Linked DNA regions of Capsicum annuum: region 2 is linked to region 1. Evidence: chromatin contacts called from public Hi-C data. All regions are on one chromosome and are shown on one strand. The core of a region is the stretch at or near the end of the contact, and the rest is flanking DNA. Distances in the headings are between cores, read along the strand shown. Region 1 holds the start of LOC107878275 (BTB/POZ domain-containing protein At3g22104). Region 2 holds the start of LOC107878276 (xyloglucan endotransglucosylase protein 6).

The links. Hi-C and Micro-C count contacts between places; a contact is called where the count stands out from the background.
Region 2: a Hi-C map of bud shows a contact between it and region 1, with 3 times the contacts expected there. The contact joins the promoter of LOC107878276 here to the promoter of LOC107878275 in region 1. A contact is called at or near these places in 2 of 5 Hi-C or Micro-C datasets (bud and leaf).

What each region holds. Positions count from the first base shown.
Region 1 is chr7:195,490,565-195,493,766 of UCD10Xv1.1, reverse strand. It overlaps LOC107878275 (BTB/POZ domain-containing protein At3g22104), which reads right to left and starts at 1,742. Exons shown (of 3, transcript XM_016725205.2): 1 at 1,106-1,742; 2 at 1-9. The coding sequence starts at 1,168.
Region 2 is chr7:195,824,495-195,827,641 of UCD10Xv1.1, reverse strand. LOC107878276 (xyloglucan endotransglucosylase protein 6) reads right to left here and starts at 1,618. Exons shown (of 4, transcript XM_016725207.2): 1 at 1,351-1,618; 2 at 1,153-1,253; 3 at 515-708; 4 at 1-368. The coding sequence starts at 1,510.

The DNA.
Region 1 (3,202 bases), core at 493-2,992:
TACAACCTTCTGCACAAAATTAACAACAAAACACAATAAGATAACAAAACTAGAATGTTCAACAAATTAAGAATCCACCAAGAATAGTACTCTACTAAATAATTATTTAGGGACCATACTAAAGGCTTATCATTCAATCACTTTGATATTTTTAGGATATAAGAGCATTAAATTAAAACCACCAAAAGCAAAAAACTTAAATTAAATAATCTAAAGAATTATGACAGGTCATTATACTGAAATTAAATTGAGGGAAAAAAGTCTGTGATGTACCAGCAAAGTAGGGAAAGCATAGTAATGAGTAGAAATGAGAGCAACCTTTTTGGGCACTCTAGAAAGATGTGAAAGAAGCAACATTTAAAAGGGGCAAGAACATTTAAACCCCATAATAATAGTAGCATCATCAATAATAAATGAGAGAAAACATATTTACATGTCACATTGGAGAAAAAAGTAGCCAAGAAAGAGAAGTAAGCTAATACAAACTTTAGCCCCACACATCAACAATGTAGGTACAAAATTTAATTTTGTGTTAACAAATGAGTAGCAAAAGTTAAGTACAATAATGTTAGAGAGAGTTGAAAGACAGCAAAGAAATATGTAGGAGAATGATCATGAACTTGAAAATAGCAAGAAATGGAGCCAGACAGACCCAAATTAAACAGAACACTACTTATGAAATTGCAGTCCGCTGCATTAAAACTCTCACTATGGACGTCCAGAGAAAGGGCTGGATTACAAAGGTCTATATTACGCGGTCTTATCCTGCATTTTTGCAAGAGATTAGTTTCACAACTGAAACTAGTTATCACCTCTTGATCACGACAACTTTACCAATTACTCCGATGCTCCCAAACACTATTATGAAAGAAAAAAATAACAATTTTGCATACAGTAATTGGACAAAATAGAGGATAAAAGAAGAGAGCCAAGAACAGAGAATAAGAAAAAGAAATAGAATAACATTAATTGAGAAAACAACAATTTGGACAAAGAAACAAAAAAGAAAGAGGGAGAACAAATTAACAATTTATTTGTTGTTATTTACAAAGACAAAAGAGAAGAACCAGAAAGCTTGAAAAAAAAAAAAAGAAAGAAAATTTACCTTATCTACCATAAAAATTTCTTCACCATTGACATCTACTTCAAGATCACAAGAAACATCCATTAGAGTCAAATTAAGAAAAATCCCACCTCAAATTAAGAGTACCTTTTGGAATTTACTTCAATAAAAGTACTTAAAACCTCATAAAAAAACTAATCTTGGGAGATTACCAACATAGATTTGAGAAGAAAACAAGAAGTTTATTCTGAAATAAGAATGAAGACAAATGCAAAAAGTTATGTTCTTGGAAGCCAAAAACTGAGAATAATAAGCTTAGAGAGACGAGTATGGGTGAAGCAAAGAAGTGAAGGGTGTGTGTTAAGGACAGAGAAATAACAGATATATAAATATATATAATAAAGGGAATTAAAAAAAAACAAAAAACAAAGAGAAATGAGAAGTCCGGTGTGTAGTTTATGGTTAAGACAAAGAGAGTTGTTGACTGCCCACTAATATGTATCTGACATTCCTGTCAATATATGAGTCAATTTCTGATAGCCATATGGCTAAATGAAGACCCTCCAGTAAGTATGAATAAATTTATTTATGCTCGTCTGTGGCTCCGAGTCGAGATTTATCAAAAATAACCTTCGTTCATTTGAGATAGTGATATAAATTGGCCTCCTCAGAGCTCTTGTTGTCGTGGTCTTTGGCTCTCAACTCTGGTGAACTCTTTTATGACATTTTCTTCGCAGTAATTTTCTTTCCTCAGCTGTCACTATATCTTTAAATAGCATTAACTTAATTATATACTTCCTTTAATTTATGTGACATAATTAGATTGGACACGAACTAAAAAATAAGAGAAAATTTTATTATATTTATTAATTTACCTTATTAAAGTTACTTTATTGTTATTATTTGATTGACTTTCTTATTAAATAGTAGAGCTGTCAATACGAGTTGGCTCAATTCTATTTGGGCTAGTTCACACGGACTTTGAGTTTGACAGGTCAGGTCGGACTGATTCATTAAAATAATGGACCAAAAAATATCAAATCCATAACATTACTCTGTGAGCTGCGGGCCTCACGGGCTCACTTTTTAAAAAATAATATTTTATAATTTAATTTTAGAATGTTAATAAACATAAATATTAACAGATAATATTGCATAGTGTTAATACTTGTTAATCAAGTCTCCAACACCCCCAAAAAATACTTCTAATTGCGAAATTAAATAACTTTTGGCATAATATCCTTTAAACCAAATAAAAATACTAATAAGCAATCTAAATAGTTGCATGTATTTGACTTACGGGTCAGTCCACGGGCTAGCCCAACCCACACTGCTAAGCCCTACAGGCCACGGGCTTATCCGGGTCAGGCTAAAAAGCCTTGTTTTTAAAGGGTCTACAAAAATTAAAGCCCAACTCCATCAAATTACAGGCTGGGTCGGGTCAGCCCAACGGACCTGACCTTTATTAACGGCTCTATTAAATAGGACTCAATAAGGAAAAAAAATGAAAATTGTACAATTAAATAGTTGTCAAATAAGAAAAGATTATATTCTTTTAAGGATAGACTAAAAAAAACTATGTCACATAAATTGAAACTGATAAAATAATAAAATTTAAATAATAATCAGAATAACAAGAGCATACCTAGTAAAATTTCATAAGTAAATTTCAAACATGGCGTAATTTACAATAATATTTAAATTAATAATACAATAAAATATTGGAGAAAGTGATTAGATAGAACATGACATTAGATAGAAGATTCTGGAGGATAGAGGATTAAGACAGAAGATTAGTAAGTAGTGTTATGTTCTTATTAGTAGGTGGTAGTGGTAGTAATGCTCGGATAGTTTTTTATTCGATGATTTATGTTATTATTTAATTTATTTATATTTGAACTATTATAGTGTTTTATTGTAGTTATTCTCTTATTGCTATTTATTTTTTTCTCTTTTTTTGATCACAATTTGGTATTTCTTATATTTTTATTATCTTTTTAGACTGTTTTAAATTATTTTTACTTGAGCCAAAAGTATATTAAAAATAATTTCATTTTATCTTTTTTAAATCTCATTTTATAAAATCATACTGAATATATGATATTGTTACACTAATGAATAAATTGTGAATTCAAGTAA
Region 2 (3,147 bases), core at 369-2,868, 330 kb before region 1:
CAGTGCAATAATCATAGACCATATGGTTAGCCCTGACCCAAATCAACTGATGGCTCTGGTGCACACTTAACTCGGACATAACCGGTTCATCCCACCAGTACCTCTTCTGACCATTGCTGCTGCAACGCTGAGTATTCTCAGCGACTGCAGCAGTTGCGGGGCACTCACAACCGTTAATCTCAAATCCCTTGTAGGATGCAACGAAGGGCGCGTGCGACCAATCAGTCTTTACCCTTCCGCCTTGTGTAGCCCAATCATCTGCATTCCATATTGAACTGTATACACCCATTGGTTGGTCCTTGGGGAATGGTATCCCTTTGTGCTCCAAATTCGAGTGTACACGAACTGGTGTCTCATCTACCAAGAATCTGTACAATAATTTAAAATTAAGTTATCAAGAAAAGACATTCTCAAAATATGCAAAAGGAATCTATACCCTCTAGTATTTCAATTCTTGAAAATTGGCACAAAGTTCAACTGTATATTTTATTCGATTTATAATTAGGAAACTTACACAACTTGGCGTTGGTTCCACAAGATGGAATAAGAGTGGAAATCCTTAGATGGGTCGAACCAAAGGTTCAATCTTTGTTCCCTGTTACCAACACCATTGACATATACATTGGTTTGAACAGTGTATGGTTCACCAGTTGTGTTACCAAGAAACTCAAAATCAAACTCATTGTGGGTTGGTCCATCTGACGACATCTGCATATAAAGTGAATTAGAGTCCGTAAGATAACTTATTTCAGCATCAACGATATAATGAAAGTATTACTAAATTGGAAAGACTAAGGTTAGTCAGTAAAGTCAAGCTACCATTTTTCACCCAATAGAAAAAAAAAATATTCGAAAGAGTGGGGCACAACCTGGACAAAAACAGTATGCTGGAAGTTTAAAAAAAATAAATTAAATGCTTGATTTATTGTAATTTAACAAGTTCATAGGATTAGAAAACAATGGCTCTATGCATGTATGTACTGAAATTTGATATAATGTCACACTACTTATATTGTCTGCCACTGGAAATTTCACCATTATATGGATTCAATGAAATGCACAAGTTATGAAATGCATTAGTGATTTAATGAACATGAAATGAACTACCAAGGACACTAATTTTGGATCGAAAAGAGTACTATCGTTACTTACATAGAAAGCAGTTACAGTTCCAGCAGAGTCACCCTCAACAAGCTTAATCTGAACAGTAACTTTACCAAACATGTACTTGCCCTTTGACTGAAATCCAGTACCTAAAAATATAACACGTACAATAACGTCAAAACTTGAACTAATGCCATATATATCATATGCATAACAATCTTTAATGAACGAAAAATTTTAAAATACCAGAAAGGCTGTCAAGTTTCATCCTAAGAATTTCTCCTTCAGTTGTCAAATGGTCAAAAGCCCAGCTAGGCTGATATAGCTCTTCAAATTTTGAAGAACTAACCAAGCCCACCATAACAAGAGAGAAAATACCCAAGAAAACACAACTAGTAGACCCCATTTTTTCCAAGATTTTCAGAGCAGAACAGAGAGAGTGAGAAAATCTTCTGCTTAGGTGAAGTGTGAAGAGGGCCAAAGGAAATTGAGTTGATTTTATAGCCAAAATGGGACAGGCTTAACCAAGAAGCCAGTGTCACGTCAGCAGACATTTATGTTACACTTCATTGTCCACGCTGGACCCGGTACTCGATGTGTCAGAGAGCAAAAACTCAAAATATTATAGCCGTTAGCAGTAAGAGCTTAGAGGATCGTTCGCTATGAAATAATGTAAAATATAATGTATTAGTAATATTTGTAATATTTGCATTAATAATATTTGTATTAGTTATGCATGTATTATTTTTATACATTATTTGGTTTGATATATAAGAAATAATACATTTTATATAATTTCTATAAAAAAAGTTTTTGTTTACAAAAATACCCTTCTTTGATCTTGTACACTTTTTTACAACAAAATTTTTTTGTCATTTCAAACATAATGAATATTGTTGAACTATTATATAGAGGTGTAGGATTAATTGCAAGACCTTCTTCTTTATACAAAAATGTTACGCTGACGAATTAACATAGTCGAAACAAAAATAAAATACAAGACGTAAAGAAATATTATCATAAATTTTTTTAATCTTTCTAAAGACTCTCGAAACAAAGTAAAAATATGTTATAGTTATTTAAATCAATCATTCGTTGTTGTAAATTCAAATGGTGGGAAAAGAAATTGTGAAATGTTTTGAAAAGATTCATTATCGCAAATTAAAATGACAGGAAAAAGAATGATGAAATATTTTGAGAGGAAAATTGAGGAGTATTAAGGTCATTTAATAAGTTAATGCATGTGTTTGAAGTATTTGTATTACTATTACATAGGAAATAAAGTGTATTACTAATACACACTTCAATATACAATAGGTAAAAAGTCGTACCAAACAAGCCATTAACAATATACATTAACTAATGCATGCATTATATTTTACAGTACACTCTATCAAATTATCCCTAATTGGTACAAGCAACAGTGATAACTTATCTAAAAATTATTTTTATGGTGAATTTATTCTGCATTTGACTGGAATAAAATGTTCGTATCACTCTATGATAGTCTTATTTATGTTATTATTTATTATATTAAAACCTATTGTTTTTTGTTTTTATATTATATTTTTTCTTAATTGTTATTTTACTCGAATTAAGAATCTATTGAAAACAGTTTCCTCATCTCGCCTCTAAAATAGTGATATGAAGGATATATATTTACCTTTCCTAGATTTCACTTTATGTGAATATATTGGGTATATTGTTATTATTGCTTATTGAAATAAAATCATAGAATAACTCGGAACCAAAGGATCACTAATTGGCTTAGCTGGATTTAAAAAAAGTTGGTCCCATGGTGGGGAACAGCACAGTAGGTATAGTCGCTGTTGAGAAAAGGATGAGTAGTAATGCAGACCAATGAGATATGAGCACGTGGAATAGTACAGCTGGTCACTGCAGTGTACAGTTGTCATGGGCAGTAGGCAGTTTTTAAAAGAGGGAAATTCTTTTTCCTTTCTAAAAGCTAAGTATTCGCTTCGCGTGTAGTGAAAAAAGACACTCGCTCCTTTAATTTGTACAAGTAAGGTTTGTCAAAATGGC